6 separate regions of the Mus musculus genome follow, and regions 2, 3, 4, 5 and 6 are each linked to region 1. The links are chromatin contacts, called in public Hi-C, HiChIP or PLAC-seq, Micro-C and promoter capture Hi-C maps. All regions are on one chromosome and are shown on one strand. The core of a region is the stretch at or near the end of the contact, and the rest is flanking DNA. Distances in the headings are between cores, read along the strand shown.

The links. Promoter capture Hi-C pulls out the DNA fragments that hold promoters and counts their contacts. Hi-C and Micro-C count contacts between places; a contact is called where the count stands out from the background. HiChIP or PLAC-seq counts read pairs in DNA pulled down with a chosen protein or histone mark.
Region 2: a contact with region 1 is called in a Micro-C map of stem cell-derived neural progenitor cells, with 2.7 times the contacts expected there. The contact joins the enhancer-like site here to the promoter of Nubpl in region 1. A contact is called at or near these places in 13 of 39 promoter capture datasets (the 3T3-L1 cell line, cranial neural crest, embryonic stem cells and 7 more), 15 of 484 Hi-C or Micro-C datasets (CD4 T cells, CD8 T cells, LSK cells and 8 more), 31 of 115 datasets of contacts at active chromatin or transcription factors (the SCID.adh cell line, astrocytes, bone marrow-derived macrophages and 18 more) and 3 of 9 other capture datasets (adipose tissue, liver and macrophages).
Region 3: a promoter capture Hi-C map of liver shows a contact between it and region 1, with 3 times the contacts expected there. The contact joins the enhancer-like site here to the promoter of Nubpl in region 1. A contact is called at or near these places in 8 of 39 promoter capture datasets (cranial neural crest, embryonic stem cells, hematopoietic stem and progenitor cells and 4 more), 5 of 115 datasets of contacts at active chromatin or transcription factors (embryonic stem cells, hepatocytes, microglia and 1 more) and 3 of 9 other capture datasets (adipose tissue, macrophages and pancreatic islet).
Region 4: a Hi-C map of cerebral cortex shows a contact between it and region 1, with 2.3 times the contacts expected there. The contact joins the enhancer-like site here to the promoter of Nubpl in region 1. A contact is called at or near these places in 9 of 39 promoter capture datasets (the 3T3-L1 cell line, 3T3-L1-derived adipocytes, embryonic stem cells and 4 more), 1 of 484 Hi-C or Micro-C datasets (cerebral cortex) and 4 of 9 other capture datasets (adipose tissue, liver, macrophages and 1 more).
Region 5: an H3K4me3 HiChIP or PLAC-seq map of embryonic stem cells shows a contact between it and region 1, with 2.9 times the contacts expected there. The contact joins the enhancer-like site here to the promoter of Nubpl in region 1. A contact is called at or near these places in 7 of 39 promoter capture datasets (the 3T3-L1 cell line, cranial neural crest, embryonic stem cells and 3 more), 4 of 484 Hi-C or Micro-C datasets (cortical neurons, embryonic stem cells and nephron progenitors), 6 of 115 datasets of contacts at active chromatin or transcription factors (embryonic stem cells and microglia) and 4 of 9 other capture datasets (adipose tissue, embryonic stem cells, liver and 1 more).
Region 6: a promoter capture Hi-C map of liver shows a contact between it and region 1, with 2.4 times the contacts expected there. The contact joins the enhancer-like site here to the promoter of Nubpl in region 1. A contact is called at or near these places in 14 of 39 promoter capture datasets (the 3T3-L1 cell line, 3T3-L1-derived adipocytes, the HPC-7 cell line and 7 more), 2 of 484 Hi-C or Micro-C datasets (embryonic stem cells and nephron progenitors), 3 of 115 datasets of contacts at active chromatin or transcription factors (all in embryonic stem cells) and 4 of 9 other capture datasets (adipose tissue, embryonic stem cells, liver and 1 more).

Annotation. Positions count from the first base shown.
Region 1 is chr12:52,095,392-52,100,534 of GRCm38.p6, reverse strand. Nubpl (nucleotide binding protein-like) reads right to left here and starts at 2,789. Exons shown (of 11, transcript NM_029760.2): 1 at 2,644-2,789; 2 at 2,035-2,182; 3 at 34-68. The coding sequence starts at 2,751.
Region 2 is chr12:52,491,070-52,496,212 of GRCm38.p6, reverse strand. No RefSeq gene overlaps it. Among named protein-coding and RNA genes, the nearest start is that of Gm35135, 13 kb to the right of the region's middle. Within about 2 kb of position 2,697, at least 78 of the 459 cell types and tissues checked have an H3K27ac peak or open chromatin away from gene starts, as enhancers often do. A contact at or near this core is called in the SCID.adh cell line, adipose tissue, astrocytes and 2 more, where this site is marked.
Region 3 is chr12:52,469,009-52,474,151 of GRCm38.p6, reverse strand. No RefSeq gene overlaps it. Among named protein-coding and RNA genes, the nearest start is that of Gm35135, 9.0 kb to the left of the region's middle. Within about 2 kb of position 2,276, at least 6 of the 459 cell types and tissues checked have an H3K27ac peak or open chromatin away from gene starts, as enhancers often do. A contact at or near this core is called in hepatocytes and liver, where this site is marked.
Region 4 is chr12:52,433,962-52,439,104 of GRCm38.p6, reverse strand. No RefSeq gene overlaps it. Among named protein-coding and RNA genes, the nearest start is that of Gm35071, 9.9 kb to the left of the region's middle. Within about 2 kb of position 3,159, at least 34 of the 459 cell types and tissues checked have an H3K27ac peak or open chromatin away from gene starts, as enhancers often do. A contact at or near this core is called in cerebral cortex, where this site is marked.
Region 5 is chr12:52,395,259-52,400,401 of GRCm38.p6, reverse strand. No RefSeq gene overlaps it. Among named protein-coding and RNA genes, the nearest start is that of Gm40423, 36 kb to the right of the region's middle. Within about 2 kb of position 2,436, at least 107 of the 459 cell types and tissues checked have an H3K27ac peak or open chromatin away from gene starts, as enhancers often do. A contact at or near this core is called in adipose tissue, cortical neurons, embryonic stem cells and 3 more, where this site is marked.
Region 6 is chr12:52,371,811-52,376,953 of GRCm38.p6, reverse strand. No RefSeq gene overlaps it. Among named protein-coding and RNA genes, the nearest start is that of Gm40423, 13 kb to the right of the region's middle. Within about 2 kb of position 2,278, at least 4 of the 459 cell types and tissues checked have an H3K27ac peak or open chromatin away from gene starts, as enhancers often do.

The DNA.
Region 1 (5,143 bases), core at 1,540-4,039:
AACGCATTAGTATTTCTATGGATGAACACCTACCGAATCATTTGCTGCCAGCGCAAGAGCAAGGTTCACTGAAAGAAACAGAAAGAAGTCAGGTTAGTAACTTTCCCTCTATGAAAATTCATGGGAGAGGGTGCCAGAGCAAAAGAACAAAATAGAAAATAACCTTGCAGTTACCAACAGACACCTGTCTCATACTGAACATTTCACTAGCCCAGTTATAATCTGTTACAAATGTATCCAAATAGTTCACTTGGTTTTTCTTAAAGCAATGTTAATGAAATACATAGTTCACTTTCAAAGTTTATTTATAAAAATTAACTGTTTTAATATCTAATAGATGTAGCCCATTCTCCTTTTAAATAAATGGTTTTACACATCTGTGTAGATAGCTCACACACACACACAATTATACAGAAGCCTGGGATGCTGTGCACAGAAGGAGGTGGAGAAGCTAAACGGTGTGAGGCAGAGTATGGCAGCCAACCTGCCTATGCCAGTGATTCCAGACACAAGGAGAGGAGCAGCGTCCCCAAAACACAGTCACCAGCTCTGCAGCCAGGCTACAGCGGAGAGCAGGGAGCCTAAAGCTCTGCATTTGCAAGGCTGATACACACAGGTCCTCACACCATCCGTCTTCCTAGTGTGAATCCCAGTTCCTTGCAGAACAACACTGCCAGTTCCATCAGGACAGTGGTTACAAGCATAAACTGCAAAGCAGACCTGGATCTGAACCCAGCTCCACCACCTTCTATTATTGTATAACCATGACTGCTTTTTAAAATAAATGCTGTTATAGGTATCCATGTAGCTATAGGTTTTTATCTGTCAGTCTGCTTCCTTCTCTATAAAATAAAGCTGTCTCCTACTTTTGTAAGTCTTGTGAGGATTAAAATACTGTATATAAAGTTTGTTTAACCTAGGGCATGGTACTTACAAATCTACTCATATATTACAAAATAATTTGTATTCCAGATTGATAGTAGGTAAATCATCTAATTTTAAATACAAACTTTTTTTTAGTTAACCTCCTTGGGCTGATGAGGGTAACTGTACAGAACTATCTGTCACTAGAACCTTCAAAATACATAATATTTACTTGCCAATACAGCTCAATAAGCTGTTCTAATGGGTAGGGTTACAAGAAGTTTCTCACGTCATCATTCCTTATAGTCTCTTTAGAAAAAAAGATTTCTTTTGAAAATAACTCTTAGTCTTGGGTGTTGATTCGATTTCAGGACTGAAAATCTTTGGTGCTAAAAACACCATCTTAGTGACAAATTACAATCACCAAAAAGAGCCACGAAAAAGATTCCCCATCGCTAGTATACTGTTAAAGAGGATGTGAAGACAAGATGACTCGGAGAGGAGATGGCTCCAAATAAGTGCTTGCCACACAAGCACAAGGACCTGGGTGTGACCACAGCACTGGATAGAACAGAGGAGAGACAGGCAGGTCCTGAGAGCTAGTAGTCAGGCAGCCCTTGAAAAAATGTGGAGAACAACCAAGACACCCAATGTTACCCTCTGCCCTCCACACACATGCACCTGAGCACAGGAAAGTCTTGGTGACTTTAGAAATGCTATAAATCATGTGATTAAATGAAAAACAAACACAGTAATAAGTGTTCTCATTGCAAATATTCAGGTACATGTACAATGACAGTGAAAAAGAACAGACATAATTTAGTATACAATTACTGGATGTTTTAAAAGTAACAGCAACCAATTCCTAGGCGCTTCTATGGCAAATACACTGGGCTAAGTGGTCAGTGCAATTTGCATACCAGCCTTCGAAAGAGATTCCCAGTTAAGTGAACATAATACCGGTAGACAATCTAACTACTTTTTGCTCTACTGAATAGGCAATCTGGTAATGCAGATGTTTATTAGTTCAGCTCCCAGCCGTTATCAAATCCTAGTTCTAAGGAACCAATGTCAGAAACATCACAGATAGGAAGCCTGAAAGGTGGTCATTTACAGTGCATTTGAGAGCATCACTCATTAGTCAGGAGGGGAAGGGACACCTTACAATACCTGCGGTGGTAGACTTTCCAACACCACCCTTTCCAGAGGCCACAACAATGACTTCTCTAACACCTTCTATAGGCTTCTGCTTAGGAAGTCCTCGGGACATGATTTGTGTTCTTCTTTGTTTCAAGGCCTCACTCTCAGCGCCTAATAACTTTAAGTTAAAAAAAAAAAAAAAAAGTGATTTAAACCAATCATTCTCATCACTGGATTACTATGCTGTAAAAGAGAAAACAACCCAGAGTTTGGGTTTAACGGGGCTTTCTTTTCTAATAATGTTCATTGCCATAGACTTAGCCTTTAGGTGGTCTTTATTAAATGCTAATCTCAACGTCAAAGGTAATTGTTCAAGCTGAAATTTGTCTACCAGTGTAAGTGAGGATGGAAAAAAAGAAAAAAAAAAAAAAACCCTGAAGTGGACTTTTTACCGAGTTAAGCCCTCCGCAGATTTGCCTTTTCCTTAACCTATTCACTAAATAACCCCAAAACAAGAGAGCACTGTGCATGCCACACATCCATACTCGGGACAGTTTGGGACCACAAGCCCCAGCCACCTTGTAGCAAACCCGCTAGCGGGAGCGCGCAGGCACCACCCCGCCCGCGCTCGGCACACACCTGGCGCCCACAACCCAAAGCTCGGCACCCCCGGGGCGGGACAGTGGCCGCGCCACCACCCCGGAGTGACACCCCGCCAAAGAGCAGCAAACGCCGCCAGGTCCCCATGGCGCGCGGCTCTTGCTCGGGCCGGGATGGAAGCACTTGGCGTCCGGCGCGGAAAAATGACGTCACGTGGCAACCCTTGGCGTCCCCTTCCTGGAGATGAGCCTGATTGGTGTTTCTTCAGCTCAGGGACTCCATTTGATTTAATACTGTTTGTCATCAGCTAGAAATATTTTTTTGCAGCGTTTAACCAGATATTCCCAAAGCCTTTTCACATATAGCACTTTAGTTTATTCTTCCAGAGTAAACAAGAAGACTTATTAGGAAAAAAATATATTTTATGTTTGAAGGGTGGCTTTATGCTAGGGCTGAACTCAGGGCCTCCTTCACACTAGGCAAGCACACTGCCAAAGAGCTGCGTCGCCAATCCTCCTCTCTTGTTATTAATCTAAAAACTGAGATTTGGAAATTTTAATAAGATATCCCATCTTAACAGAAATGGGAAAAGCTGGAATTTGAGGATTAAGTTTTCCTTATTGCATAGTACTGTATATGGTCATTTCAGCAATGCCACTGTTAACATTATTATATTTACACGTGTGTGTGTTCACGCGCGCGCGCACACACACACACACATTGCGTGTGACCTACAGTACAACTGTGCACTAAGCTAGTGTCCCGTCCCGTCCCCCCCCCCCCACCGCCTTGTATGCTTCTGTTGCTAATGGTTCACAAAAGAGAGGTGAGAAGCCCTTACTAGATTCCAAAAAGTTTAGCTAAATCAGAAAATAGAACAAGTAAAGAAGCCTAGTTGCGAAGGAACTTAAGGGCTAGGCTAGTAGTAAAGCATTTGCATAGCATATATGACGCCCCAGGTTCAATCATCTGCACGGAGATTGGAGTAAAAGCTTGAGGGAGGGAGGGAGCAGAATTTTACTTGAGGGAGGTAAGAATGTGTACATATAGATAATCAGCACTATATCCAAGACAGATGAAAGAGCAAAAGCAATCCCTTTAAGAACAATAACTCACACACTTATCCAGAAACCAGATCCACTTAAAGATGGCTGGAGGTATGGCTACGGTTTGCCTTCAAAAGTCTGCATAAGACTTTCTCGGGAGGGTTTTTATTTCCTTCGTTTGCTTCTTATTTGTATTTATCATATCAAGGACTCAAAATCAGTTTATTTTTCTCTGATCTAATTCTTAATTTTAGTATTTTTATTATGGGCATAACAACATCAAAGAATTGCCTTAAGGATTACTATTCCTAGTGAAGTGTATTCCACGACGTAAGCTCTGAAACGGCCTCCAGACTCTTGCTTGCTCCCCTCAAGCTACGGCCCTTGTTGTTTCATTCCTTTATCTCTGCCTTACACTAGGCTCGCCGCTTTCAGCTTGCCTTCTCTCACATATTCTTTTGTGGCATGTGTCCTCAAATAGCTTTAGATTTCTTTTCAACTCAGTTTTTGTAAATGAATAGGAAAAGACACAGCTAAAAAAAGAAACTATGAACTGTCACTATAATCTGTTCACTAAATACCAAATGCCTACTTATTATAAGCAAACATTATGTGCCAAACACTAGTCTTAGAATATTCTACACTGCACCAACTGTAATACCCTCCACTAAAAGATACAGTCCAGAGCAAACAAAGAACAATTATGCTATGGCATGATATGTAATGAAAAGAGTGCTGAGCACTACAAGAGGCACCTAGTTAGTTAAGGACAGGTCCTGGGTGAGAAAACACCTGGGTGCTGGCAAAAAATGGGGGTGAGCTGGAAGAATAGCTCTGGAGTCGTGCAAAGACATCAGACAGACTGTTAAGGACTGCGGATGGTATACGCCCCACATATATTTATGCTTATTTGTCAATTAAAATAAAAAGCATGCTTCTCAGCTAGTAAAAACAAAGACATGAAATTCTCAGGCAGATGGATGGAACTAGAAAATATCATCCTGAGTGAGATGACCCAGCGCCAGAAAAACATTGGTCATAAAGTACAGGATAACCATGCTACAATCCACAGACACAAAGAAACTAAGTAATATGGGGGGCCCAAAGGAAGATACATGAATCTCACTCAGAAGGGGAAATAAAATAAACATCAGAAGTGGCTAGAGCGAGGGACCTGGGTGGAAGAGGGGGTGAGGAGGAAAACGGAAATGGGGATCAGGTGTGGGAAAAAGGGAGAAGGCTGGGAGGGAGAATGGAAATCTGGCCAGTCAGAGGGCAGCATCTCAGAGAGTAGCCAGAGACCTGGGATGGTGAAGGCTCCCTACAGATGTAGCAGATATACAGCTTGGTCTTCATGTGGGTCCCCTAACAATTGGAGTGTAGGCTATCTCTGACTCTTGCCTGTACTGGATCCTTTATCTGGTCTGCCTTATTGGGCCTCAGTGGGAAAGAGAGCAGCACTTGGTGCTGTTGTGATCCCCAGGGAAGGCCGG
Region 2 (5,143 bases), core at 1,448-3,947, 400 kb before region 1:
CTGGATGCTGCCACAAGCCCCCTTCAGATCAACATTCTAAGTGATATCGTGACAATAAAAGGTAATTTGCGAAAGCTTTCTCAACGGATGCCTGTAGCTTAGAACCCAGCCTCCTAAACTGTGGGTCCCAACCCCAAATGAACTTTCGAAATTTAATGTTAGAGTTGTGAAAATGTCAATGTTTCTGAATATACAATGACCAAAATAATTAACTCAAAATCAAACGTCAACCCTCTGGAAGCCTGTGTGGCAGTGGCCTCTCATGTTACACTACATGATCTCACTGCAGCCTCAGCTCTAAACCATGACCTGCACACGTCACACACTGCATGTTCTTGTGCCATATAAAGTTGCCTGAAATCTCTCCACTCAATCTCGCGCTATAGCGTGTCACGGATTGCAGTGTTTTCACTGTATTCAATGAGGTTTTCTGCTTTTATAGAAACAATTTCATTACAAAAACAAAGACTTTTAATGTTTTCCAGCTATCATCTCTCACTCAGCAGGTGAGTATCAAGTGAGTGTATCTTTGGATTATATTGTGTTATGTTTAATTTTAAATTGCCATTTGAGTTCCATGAAAAGATCATTAAGTTAATTTTTGGCTTGAGAGTAAGATAAAGTCTCTAACAATACAATATTTTTTTAATGAGTTACTATCAATAAATGTTTGATTCACATAACTGTTTTTAAAAGCCTAGATACTTTAGCTATGCAAAATTCTCTCTGGCAAAAGGGGCTGTAAATCACAGAAGGTCCTGAAGCCTTGGCTCAGAATATCAGACCACCATGGGAATGCACTGCAACTTAAGAAATGGAAATGTCCTTATTTGAAAATGTATAGGATATATAGCATACTTCATGAATATTGACAATCTAGACCAGTGGTTCTCAACTTTCTTTTTCTTTTTTTTTTTTCTTTTTCTTTTTCTTTTTTTTTTTTCTGAGACAGGGTTTCTCTGTGTAGTCCTGGCTGTCCTGGAACTCACTTTGCAGACCAGGCTGGCCTTGAACTCAGAAATCCACCTGCCTCTGCCTTCCAAGTGCTGGGATTAAAGGCGTGCACCACCACACCCAGCGGTTCTCAACTTTCTTAATGCCACAACACTTTAATACAGTTTCTCATGTTGTGATGACCCCCAACAATAAAGTTATTTTTGTTGCTACCTCAGAACTGTAATTTTGCTACTGCTATGAATTGTGATGTAAATATCTGGTATACAGATATCTGCTATGTGAACCCTAAGGGTCACAAACCCCAGAGGTTGAGAATCACTGATTTATAGATTCAGAAACTCTCCCCAACTCTACTTTAATTCTACCAAACTGACTCAAATCTTACTTAGTTCTAGTGTTTGGGCAGGGCAGGGGGGTGTTTTGTTTGAGTTGTTCATTTTATGTGTATGTGAGTGTTTTGCCTACATGTATGTGCACCATGTGTCTACCTGATACACATGGAGGTCAGAAAAGGGTAACGGAGACCCTGGAACTGGAGGTAAGGATGGTTTCGAACCACCATGTGTGTGCTGGGAATCAAACACGGTCCTCTGTAAGACAGGCAGCTGCTTTAATTTCTGAGCCATCTCCCCAGCACTGTGGTTTTGGTTTTTGTTTAATTTTGTTGAGAATTCTGGTTTTTCACATTTTTATTTTTGTTGTGTGCGTGTTTGTTGTAAGACAGAGCATTGTGCTGTAGCTGAGGGTGACCTGAACCACAAATGCCTCCTGTTTAGGCTCCTGAGTGTTGGGACTGTAAGGTGCATCACACGCCCAACATGGTGGGAGCTGATAAGCTGATTATAGGGAAATAGTTTTTAGTTTACCTTTAATTACTAGAATAATGTTCTACATAGAGTTTTGCATATTCAGAAAATTCAATTATGACTTTAATTTGTATAGAAATATGAATAATTAAATAACCTGGAAGAAAAGAAATGGAAACATTAACAGTGGCCACGTCTGGGTCTAAAACGATGTGCTCCTGTTCTGTGCCATATGTATTCACGGATATTTAAACTTCCTTAGTCTTGAAAATAACAGGAGATGATTTGTAACACTGTGCATTGCAAATCACATCTGCCTACTTAAAACCTCCTTTGAAATATATTTACTTGGACAGTATAATCCACACAGGGTTTGAGTCTTGGGTCAACTTTTCTTTGGCGCACTACTCTGAGTCATCCTCTCATTGAATAGCCATTAATTCCAACCCTCTGTGTGCCAGTCTGTGATTCTGCCATCATAGGAAAGGAAAGGCATGAATCCTGCTGGCGACATGTTCATTTTCTGGTTTTAGAACTAGTAAGATGTAGGGCTATAGATTATGGCTTTTGGTGAGGAACAAATACATCTCTCAATTTCTGTCACACTCTAATAGCTTCATCACTCATGGTTTCTCGTTTTCAATACAACAGGCACAATACGGTCTTTTGGAGATTGAAAAATGCGAAGGATGATAATTTCTCCTCTAGCAAACTGACCGCTGGTTTACCCAAATAACTTGTGTGCCGAGGGCACTTTCAAAGCACACAGTGTGAATGTTAAAGGCCCTCTGAATGAACCCCGTTGTTTCCCTCTCCTATTGTCAGATATGTAGTCTCGTGGTTTTGAGTTTTGGCAGTCTTCAGGTTAGGGCCATGCCGCCCAGAGGAATAGAGGCCACTCCGAGACTGAGTGAACTCTTGTTTTAACTGGCATATAGCTGTTTTTATTTGGGTTTCTGTGGAATCTGGAAGCCTGCAACTCATCCAGAATAAGGGCATTCCACAAATTCCATTTCATAAAAGCCAGTCACTCTCTCAGACACTGTTTCAGTTTCCTTCAATGTAACTAAACTTTTAGCAGACATTCCAGGGAAAGTGATGGAGGGAGGAGCCTTAAGATAAGCATTACTCGGGATTCTGGCCCAGTCCGTCCTCCTGAGTGTGTTGATAGTATTAGCCGCAGAATCATAGCAGTAAAGGAAATAACAACCAAAATATATTTAAACAGTTAAAATGTCAAGTCAATTAGAGGAATTCACAAAATCCCAGAATTTAAAAAAAAATAAATTTATATATACCAAATGATCTAACACAAATGAGATTCAAGCTTCCTCGGCAACCTGTACTTTCTCACGTTGTTTAAATAGAAACCAGGTTTTGTGCATGGTCAAATTTTTTAGCCTAAAAAAATTTTCATTTTTTTTTTCTTTTAAAGCAATAATTTAATTGGAACTCAAATGCTTTAGTTGTTGCTATAGTTTCCCCCTCCCCGCTTCCCCTATGAAACAGGGTCTCCTGTAGCCCAGGCTGTGCTCCAACTTGCTAGTAATTTAGGATTATCCTGAGCGCTAATCCTCTGCCTGGATTTGGCAAGTGCTGGGATTACAGGCTTGTGACACCAGGCCCAGTGGAACAGAAATAGTCTCCACATGTGGGGTCTGTCTGTCTCCCTGTCCTTCTGTTGCTTCTCTATGTGTCTGTCTCTCTCTGCCTCTCTGTCTCTCTGTCTCTTCCTATGTAGCCTGGTTGGCCTCAAACTCACCCAGTTTTAGTTTCATTTTACCTGCCTCCACCTCCCCACAGGCTGGGATTAAATGCCTGTGCCACCACACCCAGTCCCAAGGTCTCTCCTTTGATTGGAGATAAGGAACATATACTGGGTGAACATCAGACCTACAGAGGAAATGAGACCTTCTGATGTCCAGTTGCTTTGTGGATAAGCAATGAGCGTTGTGTCCTGACATCCTTCTTCAGGCTTCTGAGGAGAAGGGAGTCTCCTCAAACTGTTCTCAGTCACACACACCTTTAACTCTGTGAGACGGTCACAGACTGACTTGTGCTGCTGTCTCCTCGCCTTTGTGTAATTTAATAAAAATGGCTGCAAGTGTACGAATCCGAGCTGAGGTAACTGCAATGCTTCTGCTCGAGAAGGAAAGTGTTTATTTAAATCTCTGAAAGACACAGTGTGGGATCCACATGGGATGAGCTTCCACACCATAGGGCGGAAGAGAAGGATCTTGACTGTGCTGAATCCAAAGATGCCACTGGGTCTTGTGGGCCTCTGCTGAGCTGTTTAAACACCAGGAGGATTGGAGGCATTGCACTTCTTCATGCTGGCTGACTAGATACATCCTCTCTTGAAAACTTTGTCAAATTTATCAAATAGACTCATCTTTGCTATTGAGTTGAGCTTCTTACTCCTTCTGGACTTTACCAGTATTTTCTTCCAACCTCACTCTGTTGACTGCTTTCTTTGATACACAAAATACTTTGTAGCCTGATACAAACACAAGACTTTTAGATCTTATAGATATGTAACTAGTCCATTTTGAAATATATAGATATATAGATATCTATATATCTCACATACACACACACATGCATATATATATATCTTGAGAGCTAAGTAGTGTCTAGCTTCATTCTTCTGCTTATGGACACCCCATTTTGCCAGCACCATTTGTTGAGGAAACTGTTCTTTCTTCATAGCGAGGTTGCTGCATCTTTATTGCAGGCCAGCTCCAGTGGCATTTGTAGGTTTCACTCCAGGCACTCTACTCTTTTTCTTTGATCTGTGCTATCTGTTTTTATGTCAATACCATGGTACTTTGATTGCTACAGCTTTGAAGTGTGTTTGGGGTTAGGTAGTACCATGGCTTCCCTTTGCTCTTTGTGATCAGAATAACTTTGGTTGCTTGGGATTAGTTGTTGTTCCTCCATATAAACTGTAGGACATGCAAATCAATGAGACACCACCACTTTATGCCTGTTAGGAAGACCGTCTTCTCCAAAAGTCACAAGTGTTGTCAAGGATGCAGAGGAGGGGAGTCCTGACACACTGCTGGTGACAATGTGAGTTAGTGCACCCGTATGGAAACAGTATGAAGGTGCTTCAAAAAAACAGTCGTCATATAATACACAGCACAACTACTAGTTGTAAACCCAAAAGAAATGAAATCAACCTTTTGAGGATATATCCTTATATTTATGTTTACTGCAGGGTTATTCACAATAGCCCAAAACTAGAAACAGCCTAAGCATCAGTTGAGAGAATATGAAGCAAAAAATATGAAGGAAAGAATATGAAGAATGTGGAATGGGGTCCATGTCATTTTTATAACATGAACAGAACTGAAATTGTTATATAAAGTGAAATTAAA
Region 3 (5,143 bases), core at 1,027-3,526, 370 kb before region 1:
CCCACATATAAAACAGGGCGTGCCTTCATGAGGATGTGAGGAGTAACCAGCTGGAGTCTCCTAAAGCAAAACTGGGGGAGGGGGTGTCCAGACTTTTAAAGTTCTGAAAATAAGTCTGAAGAGGGTACCTAAAAACTATTCATGTTTCTGGAATAGGGAATGCTTTAACTTTTATCATCTTTTTTTTTTTAATTAAAAAATGAAAGGGCTCACTTGTTTAGGGAAGACATATCTCAAAATTAAAATGTCTTAGAAAATAAAACTTAAAAGATGGCCGATGCTCTCTCTAGCGCCAGAAATTTTTGTTAATGAAAGAACGTTTTTTAAAAATGTCAATGCACTGTTGTAGGGTAAAGACTGTTATGAGACACAGCAGTCGAAACTTCTAGGAACCTAGTACCTGCATTCCTCCTTTCCCTTGACCTTTGTCACTGATAATGGCTTTTAAACATAGAGCAGTTTCCCCTTCATATTCTGCTAAAGATGCAAATTTTTTTTTCAGGGTTTATCAGCTAATTAGAACAGTTGGTTTGTGTGGGCTGGAAATTTCTCATTTCTCAGCCCAGATTTTGAATCTACTGAACTTGAAATAAAATACATATAACTGTCTACTCCTACAGCAAAAGAAACATAGAAAAGAGAAAGGCAAATATGCTGAAGTGTGTGTGTGTGTGTGTGTGTATGTGTGTGTGTGTGTTCCTATGAGGGTCAGAAGAGTTTGTTAGATACCCTAGAACTAGAGATACAGGTAGTTATGAGTTGCCCAATATAGGTGTTTGTAAGCTTAGGTCCTCTGGAAGAACAGCAAGTGCTCTTAACCACACAGCCATCTTTCCAGCTTCACAAGCTTTTATTATAAACATCTATTTCTTCTAGATTTAAGAAAATATGAATTTTGAAAAAATTGCCAATCAGTGTATATATAAATTACTATATTATCTTCTTTAAGTACACACAACAAATCAAATACAACACATATAATAAGATAGCATATCATGACAAAGATTTATCCTAGGAATACTAGACTGGCTGAATACTGAAAAATCTATCGATAGATATGCTCATCTCAATATTTATGCACAATGCTTTCAGTAACCAATAAATGAATAAATGAATGAATAAATAAAATGTCTCTAGGCAATAAAGAGCACCTACACTAGACCTTGAGCTAGAATCATATTAAATGCTGAAAGAAAAGACTTTTTTCTCCCTATAAGCAAGAATATGATAAGGAAGTCTGTTCTCACCACTCCACTTAGCATCCTACTGAAGGTCTTAGCAAACACACAACAGTAGACAATAAAAATGCAGATGAATAGAAAATAAGTAAAATGTTCTCTGATTAAAGATAAATGGAGGGTAACAACAACATTAGTTATTAGGGTAATGCTTATTAAAACTATACTTACATACAGCTACATACTCATTACAGAAGTTTAAAGCACAGATAAAGTACTAGTTGGTGTGAGGAGCAATGGAACCCTGTTGGTTGTGGTGGAAAAAAATGTTGGTGGACCCACTGTTGGGGCTGGGACTAAGACCTTGGAGAGGGGCTGAAGATAAAGCCATGAATGTCAATTTTGACAACAAAGTAACTGTGTGTCAAAGTAACAACCCCAAAGTATGAAAGTTCTCTAGGTCCCTGATGTACATATAAAGAGTGAGCTGGCACACACGGATAAAAACAGAGAAAACTGGAACGGTGTATACCAACATATGAACATCAATCATCGCCTTAATGTGTATTTCAGCAGACTAAATCTGCTTCCCAGTCTCTTTCTGAGATTTTAAAATAATCCCGGATTAGCCTGTGTGGTGGTTTGAATAGGACCCATAGGGAGTGGCACTGTTGGGAGGTGTGGCCTTGTTGGAGGAAGTGCGTCACTGTAGGGGGTGGGCTTTCAGACCATCCTCCTAGCTGCTTTCAAGACAGTCTTCTATCTAAGACAGCCTGCATTGCTTTTGTTTTTTGTTTTTTGGTTTTTTTTTAGAAGAAAAGAAAGTCATTTTGTTTCTATCTGTTCATGTGAGTTCATAGACCTGGTCAAGAGTGCAAGTGCTTTTCAGAGGCCTCTAGATTCCAGACTTGCTCCACTCGTGGGTTCTCCCTCCCTTTATTCTCTGTAAGAGTTTCAGCAAGGCAGTCCTCACTTTAAAAGCTGGGTTGATTGACTAACGCCTACTCTGTTGTTTCTCTGGTCTAGTTCTGACTTAATAAGCCTGGCCCAAAGCTGACTGAACTGTTATTACAAGCCAGGAACTGTTAGGAGCTCTGCAGAATTTCTTTCACAATCCTAGAACTTTTGGATGATGCACCTTTCAGCTCTCAATTTAGAGATGATCACGGCCATCAACTAAAGTTGCGTAAATCCAGCATCCAGATTCCTAACCATCTTGGTGAAGCGAGCTGTTGGGAAACCTGGCATCTGAAAGAAAGCTGTCTTCTAAAGTCCTAAAGCTTGGCTTGCTGCTTGTTAGTTGTATAATATCAGAAACATTGATTAGCCTCCCTGAACCTGTTCTTACCTCTTTGCCTGTCATAGGGACTTTCAATTCACACCAAGGGGACTGCCTACCTGCTCAGTAACAGAACCAGGTTCTTCTTGCTTCTAGTTCACTGCTCTCTGATTCCCTCACCCAAGTATATCTTCCCTTCTCTTTTCATCTTCTCGTCCTCTATCCAATGAGACTCAGCCTAAGACTCAGGATCTAAAAGAATAGATGATCACTAATAATTCTACGGACATTTATTTTACCACCAGTTAAGATATATGGTTACTTACATTTTAATTATCCTTTGCTTTATTGGGTTTAGTTATTTGTTTCTCAAGACATGGTCTAACTCTGTAGCTCAGGCTAGTCTCAAATTGTGGCAATCTTCTTGCCCCAGCATCCCAAATTAGGAGAACTATAGGCATGTACCAACTTGCCATTTGATTATTTTTAAATGTAAGTGAATCGGATAAAATGAAGTTTAAAATGATGCTTTTCATTTGCACTAGCCATTTTCAGGGTTGGACAGCACCAACATAGACTGTATCGTTTACCTTCCAACGAATATGGAAGCCCAATAGTATCCAACAGTGACAGCATAGGAGAAACTCAGATTAGTACTGTTTTGCCTTGACGAGTCATTATTTGATGAGAAAAATAACATGAACCTAAGCTCTGAAATACTGATTAAACTATACATGCAATTGTAACTTTAGTTGCAAAAGATCAAATTTCTAAAGAGCCAGACCATTTCCACCTTTCAAAAAAGAGAAACAAAACAATTATTCTGCCAGTGATATCTTCAGGTGATGTCTTCTGTGACACATGCAATTACACAGGATCTTAGATGTGGAAATGCCTATGTGAACTACTCTCCTGCAAACCTTCCCTAAAATCATGCTCTAATAAGATGTCAGTGTGCCTGGCAAACATTGCCCAGCAACCTGCAGTATCGCAGTAGAGGTCAAATGAACTTGTTTACCTAATTGCAAAGGTGCTGAAGGTCAAGTGATTTAGCCAAGGTTACCTTGCAGCGTTACTACAGGATCCAAGCGTCCTTGGACACCTGAGCCTCTACATTAGCCCCTCTTCATGAAGTACTGAAGCTCAAACCCCTCCCATACCCTTAGGACATTTTATACCCACTAATGATACCACTTATTCTGAGTGCCTACAATTTGAAAGCTCTCTGCAAAAGTGGAAGCGGAGGCCAATGAAACCCCCCTAACTCTGTCACATAAACAGCTCTGGGCCACTTGAGTTGCTGCAGACAGGAAAGGACTCACACACAGTAAAACCAGGCCAGGCTTCTACCATTCCACTAACTCTGCTGCAGGCAAGCATATTGCTAAGCAATTGCATAAAATTGGTAAATCTGCATTACTACCCCCATCCCCACCATATGCTAAGAGGTTTCTCCAAATGATAACACACACAAAAATCCATATCTCAGACAGGAGGGAGCTAGGAGGGTGGCTTCGGGGATATGAGGATTGAGATGCTCATACAAGATAAATTGCTTTTTGATAATTAGATTTGAGGCAATTTTTTTCCTCTTCTGACTCCATTGTTTAGTATAATTCAGAAAGGACTTAAAATTCCAAGGAGACAAATGTCTTCTCGACGTGCTCAATCTCTTTACAATTATATCCGAGATAACTCAACGAGAAATTTCGTGAAATGTATTTGATGGGCTTATTTGCCAAATATTTTCAATATTAAAGTGGTTCATTTTTTTCAACCAAACTATAATAAAGACTTGATGAAGAAAGTTAATCCAGAGCATGTCATAATTAACATTCTAAAAGAAAGAAGGGGGCATAGATGCGCATTGCAACAAATGCAACTAGCAAAATGTACCTGATTCCATGTTTTAAGGATTCCCAGATAGATCCTGAAATCATAGTATAAATAATCAGTCCCAATTATTAAAACAGAAATTTAACAAGGCACAAAATTAAAGTGCATGCATACTGTGTTGACCTCACTCTCATTCATTAACAATTATTAAAAATGCTTTCTGCTGACCTTGTACTTCAGATTCGCGATGACTTCTTTCTCTCTCTTCCTTCCTTCCTTCCTTCCTTCCTTCCTTCCTTCCTTCCTTCCTTCCTTCCTCTCTCTCTCTCTCTCTCTCTCTCTCTCTCTCTCTCTCTCTCTTTCTTTCTTTCTTTCCACAATGATTTCTCAACTAACAGCCTTTCCTTATTGCAGCAAATCTGCTTGGCTTTGCATGTTTGTGCTGACATTTTGATATACTAGTGCTCCAGGTCAACTGAGAACCAGCATGAGAGTCGTCTGCAGCCAACACTCATTGTTTTAAGGGAGAAGTAGAGGAATAACACAGAGCTCTTGGAGATCAGAAAATCAACAGTACCAACAAAAACTCATGGCAGCCTCTTTCCTTGGTCCATGTGGAAGCTTATCCCATCTGCAGCCCCAAGGTGCATTCATTACAGATATTTGGATGGCTAATATCCACTTGTAGGTGAGCACATACCATGCATTTTCTTTTGGGTCCAGGTTATCTCACTCAGAATGGTATTTTCAAGTTGCATTCTTTTTCCTGCAAAATTCATGATGTCTTTGTTTTTGATAGGATACCCAGGCCACACTTCACAGACCCAAAGAAGCTAAACAAGAAGGAAGG
Region 4 (5,143 bases), core at 1,910-4,409, 340 kb before region 1:
TTTGCCCTTGCTCTGTCCCTCCGTCGCCTCTCGCCCCTCTATCTGAATCCATGCAGCCCTGGATGGCCTTGAACTCCTGGCAGCCCTCATGCTTCAGCCCTCTGAGTGCTAGGATCACAGGTGTGAGCCCACCATTCTTGGCTTCTCTCCTCTCCCTGTTGCCTTCCTCCTTTCTTTTCTCCCACCCCTGGATTTTTTGTTGTTGTATTCAAAGGGCTGGAAAGGAGCCTGAGAAGCCATGTAGCTCCTTCTCCTCACACATGGCCACAGCCTTACTGCTAGCAAAGTTAGCTGTTGGCACAGAGGAGTCCTCTCTCAGGAGTGCCTTTAGATGCCTGAGCCCCAAGAACAGACAGCATACGTAAGCACAGCGTGGGTATATAAGGGCCCCATGAGGAACCCCAGTCCTGGAGCCCAGGGAAGGCAGTGCAGATGGAGAAGGCTGGCAAGCTGACCAGCAGCCACATTTTTAACGCCCAGTGTTAAGTGCTTACGTGTGGGATCTTTATCTAGGAGCTTTTCCTAGAAAACACTTTCCCATCAGAACCAGGCTTCTAAAGGAACGCACAGACTAATCACTCCATCTTCTCCAGAAGTACTTCCTATCCTAACCATTCATACAAAAGGCTTCTCCCTGAACACAGAATAGGTCAACTCTAGTAGAGAGTTACAGTCTATATCACTGTTGGACCTTAGCTTTCTCTAGGCCCAGTCATTACCCCAAGAGGATCAGCTACCCCCTCACCATCAGCTACCACTGCAAAATCATCCAGTAGACCTAAAAGGAGAGCATCCTATGTGCTGAGCTCTAGAAGATAAAGGCATAAACTCTTGTACTTGGGAGACTATGACCAAGTAGGGAATGTTATTATTGATGATAATAGAAATGGCTATACCCTTTACTAAATAATTTTATCTCTCAGCAATACTAGAGCATTATCATTATTCACAAAGAAGCTGAAGCTTCTGTGTGGCCCAAGGTCACACAGATGATTAGTGATAGAACACATGTCCTTTCTCCAAAGATCACAGGCCAAATGTTGTGTGACAAAGCATTTCCTGAGGAGATGCAGCACATACTTCTACTCATCCCAGATAAGGAACTCATGACAGACCAAAGTACAGATACCACTAACATCCAACTTGGGGAACCAGTGAGTTTTATTCATCTCACTTACTGGAGTATAGGTGAGGGGTTACTTACTGGAGAAGAAATGACTCAAAGCCAGATGTATCACCAAGGCCCATCCAAGCATGGATAAACACTCATAAAAGCTAGGAAGCTGGAGCTCGCCACACAGTCTGCGGGTGGGTCAACAGGTTGGAGAGTGTCCTTTTCAGGTGCCTCAGTTGGTCTAACCTTCCTCCAGGCATCTAGGCTGGTCTCAGAGTCTTCTTTGCAGCTTGTCTTGTCTGAGTGACACTGAGAAACTTGGCTTGTTTACCCTTGGGAAGGAGCACAGTGTTTTCCTGAAAAAGACACAGGTGAAAGGCTAAGACAGACTTGTGAAGGAACATTTCACTGAAGCAGACAAGTAAAAGGATGTTCTGCTAAAGCAAGCACATGAAAGGGCTGTGATGAAGGATTCATTGCTAACACCACCCATGTATTAGCCTGCACCAAAAACCTTGTTGTGTTGTGCAGTGGCTTTTTGCTGTTTCTGAGGACTCAGGCTGATTGGCAGAGCGATGTTAGCTGAGACAGATGCACACGCTGAGACAAAACCCGTGGAGGATACATGATGTTTGGAGGGAATATAAAAAGGACTCCACAGACAGTGATGGAGGCTGAGCTTGGCTTGCTTATAGAGCTATCTGTGCAACTTTTGTTGGCCTCAAGTCTTCTTCATTGGTCTTTGCTTTGCTGAGAGAGGCACAGCCAAGAACCTCTCCTGGCATTCCTGGTTCCTCCTGCTGACTCAAGGCAAGGCTGAGGCCTGGCTGTTTCTGCTGAGTAGTGCCACCGATGCTGAGTCATGGTTGCTATCCCGACTCTGCTGAACTGGACTGCTGGTGTGAAGTGTTGGAAAGTGGGTCGACCTGCTGCCACCTGCTAACCTGTGAACTGAACTGCTGATTTCCAGACAATACGGACAGAAGTTGCTCCAAAGAACCATTTCTAAACAGGTCCACATCCCCCATATCCTTTCTTTCCCACTACCTTTGGTAGGTGGTGGGCTAAAAGGGAGGTTAAAGCATTTAAGAACCATGATTAAAAGTATGTGTTGAAAAAGTTAAAGTTGCAGTGGGCAAAGCAGAATTTTTCACAAGGTGGGAAAAACTGCAAAGGATTAAGTACAAGACAACCTGGGAGTTCATAGCTTACAGGCTTGGTTAGGTTTTTTGTTTGGTTTGGTTTTGCTTGCGTTTTTTTTTTTTTTATTTGTTTGTTTGTTTTCCCTCCTAACTTGACACAAGCTAGAACCATTCAGGAAGAGAGAACCTCAATTGCGAAAACAACCTCACCAGATTGGCCTATGGGAAAGCCTGTGAGGCACTCTAAATTAGTGATTAACGTGAGTGGGTCCAGCCCATTGTGGGCGGTGCCACCTCTGGGTAGGTAGCCATGGACTGTATTAAAAAACAGACAAACAAACAAACAAAAACAACAACAACAAAAACAGGATGAGCTATCCAGTAAGAAGTATTTCCTGTGTGGCCTTTGCTTCAGTTCCTGCTGCCAAGTTCCTGCCCTGAGTTCTTGCCCTGACTTCCCTGAGTGACCATGCAGGGCCTGAGAGTTGTAAGCTGAACTGAAGCCTTCTTCCCTAACATTCTTTTGCTCGTGGTGTTTATCACGGCAGTAGAAGCCCTAAGATGTTAACATAGTGTGAAAAGCTAGACAAAGAATTCTCAGAAGAGAACAATCCCTAGTGCAGGGACAGAGCAAAAGTTAGCCACCTCTGCATGTGCATAGGCCTCCTGCCCTGTCTCTCTGCCCCTACTTCCTCCTCAGCGTCTTGACTAGACAAAATGTGGACGGCCAGCTCAGACTGTGGTTGGACATCCATCCTCCTTTCTTCTCTGCACCTCGGCCCCCACCTCAGGTCACACAGTTCCTCTCCATCAAAGCAAGCAACAGTCTGGGCTGCCTCAGGAGCCGAGAGTGGGCCGCGGTGCTTGTGAGGGAAATCAATGCGTTGAACCCGGATGTATCCGGATGGAGTGACTCCATTACAAACTCACTGGGTCACGCTTGAACAAGCGGAGGATTCTTCCCCTCTCTCCAAGAGCCGCAGCTGCAATACGTCTGCGCTGCTTCGCAGGCTCTTACCAGCGTTGGTTTTTTTTTTTTTTTTTTTTTTTTTTAATGAAGTGTAGTGGGTCTGAAGCGAAGTCTGTTAGTTCTCATGAAAAGAATTAAAATTTGGTCTTGTGCTGCGTTTTGAGCTCTGAAGCAGAACTCCGGGCTCATTATTCAGAAAACAGTCATTTATTTTCATCCCCCAGTATTAATTGTGCTGCTGTATTTCCACCTGATGGGATGATGCGCTCATTATTAAGAAGGGTTTGCCCATAGGCAATGATTGATTACAATTACTTACAAAGCAGTGCTCAGGGAGGATTTGAAAGGGACAGATACTGCCATGCTAAAGGGGTCCCTGGCTAGAAAGGGAAAACTAATTACCATCAAGTGACATTCCACGCAAGCCAGTGTGGTGGCTAGGACTTGTGCAACACAACCCTTGTGAAGGTGCCCGGCTGAGTGCTCCCTCCCTCCCTCCGCCCCTCCCTCTCTTCTTCTCTCCCTCCCTCAGTCCCTCCATCCTTCCTTTTCCTTTCTAGCAAAATAAAATAAAATAAAGTAAAATAAAATAAAATAAAATAAAATCACTGCTGATGAGCATAAGTAAGGTAAGGGAATCAAGCACGGTCTTTAGTTCTTCCCCCAGCTATTCAATTAACTGTGTATGTCCCAATGCAAACGCTATCATGGCAATTCTGTTTGCAGATTGCCAGTAGTTTTGATTTCAGGGGACCTGGCATGTAAGGAGCTGCTTGGTAAATACCTGCTTGACAGATGAACAATGCCAGGGCCTGTTCCTGTTCTCCTGTGCGCTTCCCCTCCCTGCAACCTGCTCACAGTGAGAAATCCTTTTGGAGATCATGAGCTATGGTTCTGAAAGATGCTGGGAGCTTTACAGGGAGAGTGAGAGAGAGAGGAGCAGAGCAGGGTGAACTGCCAAAACACTGGGAGAAAATAAAGGAGGGCGTGGAAGACTAAAGGGACAGGAGGAGGAGAAGGAAGGTGACATCGGGCAACCATGGGGGTCAGCAGCAGCCCCATCACAACTTTAAATAGCTCTAGGTTAATCTAAAACAAGCAATGTGACCTGCTAGCCTCAATCAGTGGGAAGCACAGGCTGCCCCATGGGAAGACATTTGCTGGCAGTTCAACAAACTAAATAGAAGCTTTTAAAGAGAAAGGAAATGAAAGAAAAGCCTCCCTGGTGGAGAGATAACTCAACAGTTAAGCACACTGGCTGCTCTTTCTAAGGACCTGGGTTCAGTTCCTGGCACTGACATGGTGTCTAACAACCACCTCTAACTCCAGTTCTAGGGGATCTGACATCCTCTTTTGGCTTCCTCAGGCACTATACATATGAGGTACACAGACACGCTTGCAAGACACACACACACACACACACACACACACACACATTCATTATACATATATATATATATATATATATATATATATATATATATAAGCAGCAAAGAAAATCCTTTCAACTTAGAAAGCTCTGGTCTTCTAAGACCTGGCAGTGAGTCTGCCTCAGAGTGATGAGAAGTGTAACCATTTCTAGAAGGAAGTTCTAGAAGAGACACTAGTCACAGCCACGCCCACAGGCCAAAGGCATCCTGCAGGAATGTGAAGCTCACATCTGCCAGAAGATGTGACTCATCCAGATGACCCAGATTCTGCGAGTGTAAAATGTGCCTAGAATCATTGTTGTCTCTACTGGCCAGAGCCAAGGTATTGGCTCTTTCTCAGCCTGTTCAGGAGCCTGGAAACCACCAGTAAGTCCTTTACTATGTCTCACCTAAATCTCTTCTCTAATACAGGTTTCCAGGTCTTCCCTGTCTCTCAGCAGGGGAGACAAATTATTGTCTGTTTTATATACAGCACACTCCTTCATAC
Region 5 (5,143 bases), core at 1,187-3,686, 300 kb before region 1:
AATGGCCTTTGTTACCCTCTACGAGATGGAAGTTTGCACTTTAGATATACACAGAATCATTGTACCATGTCACACAGACTATGGCTTTGTCCTTTTCTGTGAGTATTTAAGTGTGACTTAAGGAATGGGCGTGGGTGGATGTAACAAGAGTGGCCTGAGCTGGCCAGTTTAATGCATCGGCTCCACCCACTCAGCTAGGTGTTTCCTCATAGGTATTTTGTAGCTATTAGTCACAACTACAGTGGGTTGGTTTTAAGTAAAGAAGATTATCCTCAATAATCTGAGTGGGTCTGACTGTGGTCTCTCAGTTTCTCTGAGTCAGAGAAAGTCTGAGTGGCCTCCAGAGTCCAGGGTTGATAGCTTGTCTTTCCTGGTCACACACACACACACACACACACACACACACACACACACACACACACACCCTCTTTTTGCCTTTGAGACTTCACCTGATACAGTCCCAGGTTCTTTCAAAAAAAGCAAAGGACATCAAAGTCCAGTATTTCCCATAAACGTAAAAATTCACACCAAAAATTTAAGAACAATACATTCACGAACTTGAATAAAAGCTAGTGAAGTCCCTAGAAATCAGTCATTGAAATTCATTACTTTAGCACAATAAAAGAGAAAAGCCATACCATTGTCTCGATAAAACAGAATCAACAAATTCTATATTTGTGTGCACTAAAAACTGTCAGTAAATGAAAGCCAGAGTGAACTCTCCTGAGTACATTAAAGAATATCTGTGAAATCTACAAGCATTGCACTTAGTACCAAAATACTGTCTGCTCCCCGGCTGGGGACGAGACCTAGGCAAGGATGTTTATCTTATTGTTTCCAGTTGTCACTGAACATCAAGGCCACAACCAGTGCAATAAAGCAAGAAAAGAAATAAGTATCATGAATATAATTTTATAAAAGGTGAAACTGTCTTTATATATAGCATGCTTGCTGTATATGTTGAGTCAAGGCTCAACTGTTTAATAGCCTCATGATTTGAGGTTAAATATGTTTTATAGTAAGCCTACACTATAAAATGATGACATTGAGGCTGGGATAAAATATTATATACGTGGACCCAGCATTGTCTGGGGCTCAAAATGTATTAGTGTTGATAGTATTGATAACTTAAATGATTCTACCTAACCAAAGTTTATAGACCTATTGACTTGCCAAAAATTCTTATTACACATTTTATTTATGAATTTGTATATTTACAGTCATGAAGAATATTGGTTTGCAATTTTTTTCCCATTTGTGCTTTGTAAAGTTTTAGTTTCAGGGTTTTCTGATCTTACAATGGGAGTTGGGACTACATCAGCCAAAATGACATCAGAGAAAGAACTCTAGGACATATGTTGCAAATGTGATGTTTGTAGGCAGGTTTTTATGGACATAATATATATTTCAATCTCCTTTAATCCATCAGCCAACTTTTAGGTCAATTCTATCTTTGGGCTCATTTCATGAGAAACTGAGACAGAAAGGAAGGTTCAGCAATCTGCTCTGTGATTCATTGCTCACAATTGGCTGGATTCGAGGATCATTGCTTGGCCCCCATGTCCAAGCCTTTCCACTGCTTCCTAGACACGTTCAAAAATAGCTTCCAACTTACCTCGGCAGACTGTGTTTGTTCTTTGTGTACAGATAAAATTAGTTAGTCACAAGCACTTACTCTAACTGTCCAAATTAACACTGCACATGTGTCAAATGGACCTAAACTGTTGCTGAAGGCAGGGGAACCAGGAAGCGGGCGATCTCTTTTCATTCCAAGTGATTTGGATCAACACCAGCCTTCAAGATTTCTGCTATGGAGATAAATCAGGGCCTGTAGTAACCCGAGTCTCACCATATTCAATGTCTAATTTTTGCTAGGAATCAAGGACACAGCAGCTAAAACATGACCTGTGTTGGAGCCTGTACAAAGTCACTATGCATTACTTAACTGCTACACATTGGCCCAGAAGTATTTCATTAACAACACTCTTGCTGTAGATTCTATCTAGTTACCATAGAAACTTTGAAGGAAAAGCTTGTTTGTAACCCTTGGACTAGGTTCATTATGCAGCTCTATAGCTCTATTTAAAGATTCCCCTTGTTATTTTAAACTCTTCCCTTTCTGCTTGCTTGTTTTCTTCTCCTGCTAGACAGCTCAGTCAAATCCATTCATGACCTTCAAACAGCCACTCACGTGGTTTTCAGGGCACAGTTCCTGAAGGTGGATGTCTATAGCCAATGGCGCTTTTCTGTGTTTATCTGTGAAATAGACTTTGGTTACCACAAGATTTTGGTTGTTGTTGGTTTTTTTGTTTTTTTTTTTTAAAGCTGAAGTTTCACTTCATCAAAAATAAAAATGAACTGTCTTGTTTCTATTCTCTCTGTCAAATGAACTTCCCATCCAGTCCAGGTCTTCACAGAAGGCCCCATGAGTCCCCACTCAACTCCTCAGACATCTTTTAAGTAGGAAGTGTCTGCTTTCTAGAAGCTCTGAGTCTTCCTGTCCTCCCACCAGCCCTTTCCTCCTGGAGTTGCCAAATACAGCACTTAGCTGTGCTGGCCTCTACAGTTTCCCCTCCCCTGGGGTACTCATATCTCAGAGCACTTTACAGCCAGTGGGCCCCCAGGAAGTGAACTCCTGCCTGCCTCCCTACTAGGCAACATCTCCCAACAGGGTCCCTCTGTTCTCCTGCCTGATGTCCATTTGGCCCACGTGGAAATTCCCATCTGTTTGCAATTGGTTTTGTTCTGCAGGAGAGAGGTGGGTGTTGGACAACTGGGTTGCATTTATCAGGGTCATTCAGGGTCTGGTTTGGAGGGAAGGTTGGGGGCCAGATGTGGAACACTTCTAGAGGCTAAAAAGTATAACCTGTGGAGTTTAGAAGATTGTTTGGAGGGTTTTTGATTTTGGTCATAGAAGGAGTTGAGGTCAGATACCACAGCTGAGGGCAATTCCACATGAACGCTATGTGTCCCCTCAAAGACAGATCCAGTCTTCCAGAGAGAAAGTAGAGGTTGGGGCCCTGTGTCCAGGGCATACCTGCCTTTCCAGCTGACTTAACCCCTCAAGTGAGGATACAAATTTGGCATAATTTCATAAGTCCACTGAGGAACACACTGCGGGAATTCGTGGACTAACTTTTCAGATTTATTTTCACTATAAATTATGGATTTCTTTTTAAAGCAATGTCTTTATTGAGATATACTCTCTATCCAATAAAAGACCCTCTAAACTTTGTAATTTAGGGTAAGGGGTAGACAGTACTCGCCTAGCTTGCACAAAGTCCTGGGTTTGACCCCCAGCTCTGCTAAAGTATATGATACAGGGGATTTGGGTATTTGTAGAGTTGGGCAAATATTACTTCTCTAATTTTAGAATATTTGTATCATTCTACTCTAAACATTCTGTAGCCATTTATCCCAACTTCCCACTCTCTTCCCTGAGTCCTCAGAAACCAACAACCTGCCTTCTGTTTCTGACCACAAGTTTCTGGCCACCACCCAGTGACTTTAGGTATCCCCGTAGACAAACGCAAAGCCAAATGTGCACCGGGATTGATCACACTCCTCAGAAACCATTGCTGTGTTTCTCAGGCTCTAGCAAACCCAGCCTCATTCTCCCTATCACTGAAAAGAACAGATGGCTGAAGCCGTCTCCAGGCCAAGGCTGTGCCTCTGTATTGCCAAACATGCTGATGAGCCCTGTAACTCAGCCCGGAGTCACTAGGAAAACAAATGCGGAAATACCTGGACAGCGCCAAAGCAGCACAGGCATTTCCCAGCTCTCCCGCCACACCACGTTGCAGCTGCATGGGTGACTCCTGACACAGTGACCCTTAGTGGAAATGGGTCTGTGCATGCCAGATGACTCAGGGTCAGGACTGGCCTGAGTGGACTGGCAGTGCTAAGAACGGGCAGCGGTGCTGATTTCAGATGAAGTTCCCAATATGAGTAGGTGAAGGGGCTGGAGCCCGAGGCCTCAGGGCTAGGGAACAGATTGTTCATGAGCTAAGTAGACAGCTAAGCACTTAACACGAGGAGCACAGGGAAGCAGCAGCATGGACCGCAGGAGGCTGAGAGCTGCCGCCACCTCGCTTGGGAACAGCAGCCAGTTCAGGGGCTGCTTGCTGCTTGGAAGCATTTTTACAGGCACAGAGGATCTGTGGCACTCTGAATTGAGAATCCCTGATGGAACACAACTGGGCGGGTGTAGATCTTCCTGCAGCAGCTCAGCCTCTTCAGAAAAGGAAAACGAGTGAAGAAAACATTTGTATTTCCAAGAATACCATAGCAGCTTCCCTTGGAGGGAACACTTCATGATACAGCTATAGTACTTGTTAGCATGTGACTTTTCCAGCCCAGAGCATGGGCTTCTGCAAGGAGAGTCTGTGTCGTTTCATTTTTATAAGCTTGGCATATAGTAATTACCAGTAAAGCCTCATTTATTGGGTGAAAAATTTCAAGTATCTATTTCTAACGTTTTTTTCCCCCAAAGAACTCTGTAGCATTAAAAAAAAATCCTTCCTCCAAAAATCACTGTATTAAGAAGGGCAGTTAAAATAAAGTGCAAATGTGTGCTTTTAAGCATGCTATTCTTATCAAGGAAGACACAGTGCTGTGCGATGCATCCATGAGGAGAATCTGTGAGCTGAATAAAGATGTTTAAAACCATAGAAGACTGGATCTAAGACCATAGAGCCAGGCCCTTAACAACAAATACCTGGAATACATGTGAGCCCTCCCTTCCACACCTAGGAAAGACGCTGCCAATCATGTCTGGCTGTTTCCCACCAAATGTAGGCTTAAGTGTAGACTCGTCACCAGCACTTTTTCACAGGACTGTTCCTGGGTGGTTGGTGAGGAAACATACACAGTAACTTGTCAGCCCAGGACAGACAGGACCTTGAAACCCCTTGAGGTCATCTTGGGGGGTGGGGGTGGGGGGTGGGGAAGGGCACTTGAGAGGAGCCTACTGGACTCCTGAGATGCACAGCCTGTTGTCTGCATGCAGAGTGACTTTATTCTAATTCAAGGACTCCTGCTGCGACTGGATCTGAGGCCCAGACAGGCAAAGGTCCGGCTTATCAAGAGATTCAAGGACCGAGACAGCCAGAGCCTAGAAGTCAGGTGAGCCAACCAAGCCAGT
Region 6 (5,143 bases), core at 1,029-3,528, 280 kb before region 1:
GGGCTTGGCAGGTAGCTCCTGGGACTCATTGCATCTCACTGCCCTCTCTCTGGGTCAGTAGGTCTTAGGGCACTCCAGCAGGGTGGAGGCCTGGGACGGGAAGACAGGGAAGAATTCATACACAGGCTGCCTAGCCCATGGCCCTGGCACCTACGTGGAAGGCTGCCAGACATCTGCTGCCTTGAGTCTTCCCATCTCCCAGCTACTATTCAGGACTATAGATTCTGAACTCTTTCTATCCCACTTCTTCCATGCTTTAAATTATCTAGACCTGAGGCCAGGTTATCTTGTTCAAAACTCAAGGTTGCAATGCAAGACATGCATTCTCATAATCTGATTTCTAAAAAATAAATGCAGACAGTGTGGACTTAGTCTGGCTGCATGCCACTTCTGCCAGCCCATGTGATGAATCCACAGTAACCTGCATGTCACTTCACAGGCCACAGGAGACATGCAAGCCCAGGTACCTTAGCAGGGATCCTCTGGAGCCAGCCAGTAGTACCAATTTAGGAAAAATAAAGTCTAAGGCAGCTTGTAGAAAAGTCCTGTAAAGATCGAAAGCCTAAGGCATATTATACCAGAGCCTTAGAACAAGCCTGTGATACTAGTAGTATCAATTACAATAATGCTTATCACTGTCCCTATGTGCTGTGCATAATTCACATGCTGTGCCAGGGAGCTGATCTCTGGAAAATCATCCTCACTCCAAGGCAGCTCTCAGGCAACTCCCTGGAAGGCAGTCTCTCTCCCTCTGTTAGTCTTCTGACAGGCACATTTTGACCCTCCAACTTCAACATTCTAATTCAAGTCTTGGGCAGCTATAGGCCTGGGTCTCTTTGTGGCCACCAGTAATAGAAGCCTACTTTTAAGAGTAACTGGCTCCCAAGAGCTGCCAATAAATGAACCAAGCTTCTGGAGAAACGTGACAAGGAATGGCTCTGTAAGAGCTAGGAGGCAAGGATAGTTAGCTCATGGCTAGACTCCTATCTATGGGTTGGGTGGGAAGGGTCTCTCAGTTTGTAAAAACACAAAATGTTAAAAGTCCTAAATAAAACCAAAACTGTTGTTGCCTTTCTAGAGCAACCTGTGCTGGATAACCTCGGAAAGCGCACATGCCCTGGGTCTGCAGAAGTGTTCTCCAATTGCTGGTTTGCATGAGTATTTTTCTAAGGAGCGTGTGCCGAGGGAATAAGGGAATGAGTAGAAATGGCATTGCATGGCTGCTGACTGCTCTGTTGGCCACATTAAACATAGGGTGTTTACAAACTCATTCATTTACAAACTTGAACCACAAGTCTCAAAGAGCCTATCAGATGCTTGGAGACAGCCCAGCCTGTGGTCTGTGGATGAGCACCGCTCCTGGACCTGTCCTTCAAACCAGCACAGCTTGGTTATACAGATTCAAAAGTCTGTACTGATCCAAGCTGGTCATCACTCAATGCTACCAAGTGTGGCCCACAGGTGTCTCAGCTGTAGAGTAACTCTGCCAGGAGCACCACGGATCTTCTAGAAGCTTCCTGAAGCTCCAGTGAGCCGATCTGTGCCTGGGCTCATCATTCTAACTGGCCAATGTCAATTCCAGATCTGGCAGGTCTGACAAATGCAATACTTCAGCTTAGGATGCTCAAATTGTTCCCTTATGTTAGGAAGGACCTGAAGCTGCAAGCAATTAGCACTGACTCTGTGAAACTATCGAGAGTTGATCAAGAGAACAGACGCTCAAAATGACTATTTTTGTCCATATGTGAAGTTGGCATGTTGTGTGCATGGTAAAAAAAAAAAAGAAAGAAAGAAAGAAAGAAAGAAAGGAAAAAAAACCCTTCAGATATGTTCTTAAAGTTTACATTTTGAATTGGAATTTTAAATATTATTCTAGGAAAAGCAGTACAGCTCCTTTCATATCAGAAGGGGAGCAGTACACAGACTGAAAACTTGCTGGAACCTTCAGTAAAAAATTACCATGGTGAATGAGCTTGTGTATTAGTGCAAATTAATCAAACTGCATAAATTACAACTCCAATCAGCCATGGAGTCTCAGTATTCAGAGGGATCTTGGAAATCGTCTGCTCTAAAAGCAAGAATTGTGGAAGACAAACGGGCAGTCCAGAAAAGCCCTCATGACGAGAGAATGCACAGAGAAACAAAGAATGGGGAGGTAACGTGTACAGAGGTTGAAAGCTCAGCCTGGGTTCCACGTTCTGCTTGGCTTTTGGTGGCAGCATAAGCTGAGCTGGTGCACTGGTCCTACAGTAGCTACTTTATGCATCAGGTCACTAGTCATCTAACACAAAGCGACGTAAGGCAGGAAAGATGCCTGCCTGTTTTTGTTTTTGTGTTTGGTTTTTCAAGACAGGGTTTCTCTGTGTAGCCCTGGCTGTCCTGGAACTCACTTTGTAGACCAGGCTGGCCTAGAACTCAGAAATCCACCTGCCTCTGCCTCCCGAGTGCTGGGATTAAAGGTGTGCACTACCACATCCAGCTGATTCCTGCCTGTTTTAAGGGGCATGAATTACATCTATGGTGGTGGAAAGGCATAGAGGTAACAGTGTGGGGTGGCTGGTCACATTGTGTTTGTAGTCAGAAAGCAGGAGTGAGGGGTGACTGGTCACATTGTGTTTGTAGTCAGGAAGCAGGAGTGAGGGGTGACTGGTCACATTGTGTCTGTAGTCAGGAAGCAGGAGTGAGGGGTGACTGGTCACATTGCATCTCTAGTCATGAAGCAGGAGTGAGGGGTGACTGGTCACATTGTGTTTGTAGTCAGGAAGCAGGAGTGAGGGGTGACTGGTCACACTGCATCTGTAGTCAGGAAGCAGGAGTGAGGGGTGACTGGTCACATTGTGTCTGTAGTCAGGAAGCAGGAGTGAGGGGTGGCTGGTCACATTGTGTCTGTAGTCAGGAAGCAGGAAGATGAATGTAGAGGCTCTGGTTGCTTTCTTCTTGGTTAAACCTTCCTGGCATGTCCAGAATGTCCCCCAGTTGGTTCGAAATCTAGTTAACAGTGACTGCTAACCATCACACTTTTTACCTTTATGATGTAGGGACTTGCAAGATGAGATTACCCCAAGTCTTCAAGGAGACAATCCATAGCAAGAGTGTGGCGCCTGGACTATCATAGGGTGCCTAGGACATCCACACCCAGTAAATTTTAGCTCCATAGAAAAGGGAACCTCCAAATATGAGACAACTCTGTTTCCATGTTAGTCTGTCTCTTTATCTGCCCACAGAAGAAGAAAGAATTGTAGGACTCTAAACACTCATGGTTTTAAGAAAAACAAGACTTGATCATCCACATGATCTTCTCTGACAAATGATGTCCTTTGAGGGAGCCATGCTTTTGCTAAAAACGTAGCCAAATCTGGTTTGTGAGTCAAACGGTCAGTACCCTTTTACTATGTATGAGGGCACGTGGAAGTTGCCTCCATCAAGTCGCCTCTCACTCCTCCTCCTCCTCCTCTTCCTCCTCCTCCTCTTCTCATGTGTAATGTGTATGTAGTGTGCATATGTGTGTATGTGTAGCATGTTCTCATATGTTGGCACATGTACAGGCTCATGTACATGTGGAATTGAAGCTTGGTGGGAATCTTGTTTTCTCCTTCACCTTCTATTTATTTCATTTTTTAAAATTAAAAATAGATTTTCCTCATATGGTTTATTCTGATCACAGTTTCTCCTTCCCCAAGTCCTTCCAGACTTCCTCACCTACCAAATCCACACTTTTTCCCTTTCTCTCTCATTTAGAAAACAAACAGGCATTTAAAAATAAAAAATAAAAACAAGCAAAGACTAGCTAAAGAAAAAGCCCAGGAAACACAGATGCACCCCCCCCCCCCGAAATCACATAAAAACCCAGAATTTGGAAGTCATAATATATGAGCAATAAATCTAAAGAGTAAAAACAGAAATGAAGACAAGAACCAAAACCAAAACAATATGCCTGGACAAAACATTATGAGACAAAACAAAAGCAGAACAAAACAAAACTACCATTGAGTTTCTTGTTTTTGGCCATCTACTGCTGGCATGGGGCCTGTGTGTGGTCTGTATACCTGCAGGTTTTGTGAACCCTGATGGGAGGGACTTGATGAAGACACCCCATTTAGGGTTGAGTATTCCAAGATATCTCTCTCTGCATATTGTCCAGCTGTGGGTCTCTGAATCTGTCCTCATCTGCTGCAGGAGGAATCTTCTCTGATGATGACTAGGCAAGACATTGATCTTTTTGGATAGCGAGTGTCCCTTCCTTCCTTCCTTCCTTCCTTCCTTCCTTCCTTCCTTCCTTCCTTCCTTCCTTCCTTTCTTTCTTTCTTTCTTTCTTTCTTTCTTTCTTTCTTTCTTTCTTTCACAGCAGGTTATTGCTATCAAACCCAGAGCTCTCCAGCATGGTTAGTCTGTTTAGTTAACTTGCTCTGAGCATACTCTGTATCTACCTTCTAAGGCTAGAATTTGTTGTATGGCAAAACTTTTCCTGGGTAGCGCACACTCACACACACACACACACACAAACACTCTCTCTCTCTCTCTCTCTCTCTCTCTCTCTCTCTCTCTCCAAATAGGGAGTTTACAATAGACCAAAATATGGATACCATTGAAGTCCAACTTGGTGAACCATGAGTTTTCCTGGAGTTATTTACAGAAATATGGTTTTGGGGTGAGTTACAGAGGCATGCAGCAAAGACAGCTGCATCACCAAAGCCACCTCAGAATCGGGTGGCAGCTCACAAAACCTGGGAACCTGGAGCACCCTGCACAGCATGAAGACAGTGTAACAGGCTGGGGAGTGTCCTTTTCTGGTGGCTCAGTTGGTTTAAACTTCTTCTGGGCATTTTGGCTGGTCTTAGACTCTTCTGGGCTGCTTGGCTTGTCTGAGAGTGACTCTCAGTGGCTTGGCTTGTTTGCTCTTGGGAGGAAGAAGCCTGGTGAATCTGGTCAGTTTCAGGGACTTCCTGAAACTATTTTGAGTTGTTTGCCTTCCTGCTTAAGGAGCTTCCCTGCCTCAGGAAACTGTTCCACACAGAACTATATAGATAGACCACTATGCACTCATAACATTTACTTGGGTCCTGGGGGTCTAGACTCCAGTCTCTTGCTTAAACAGCAAGTGCTTTAATTGATTAGCCATCTTATAAAACCCCACCAAGGGGGT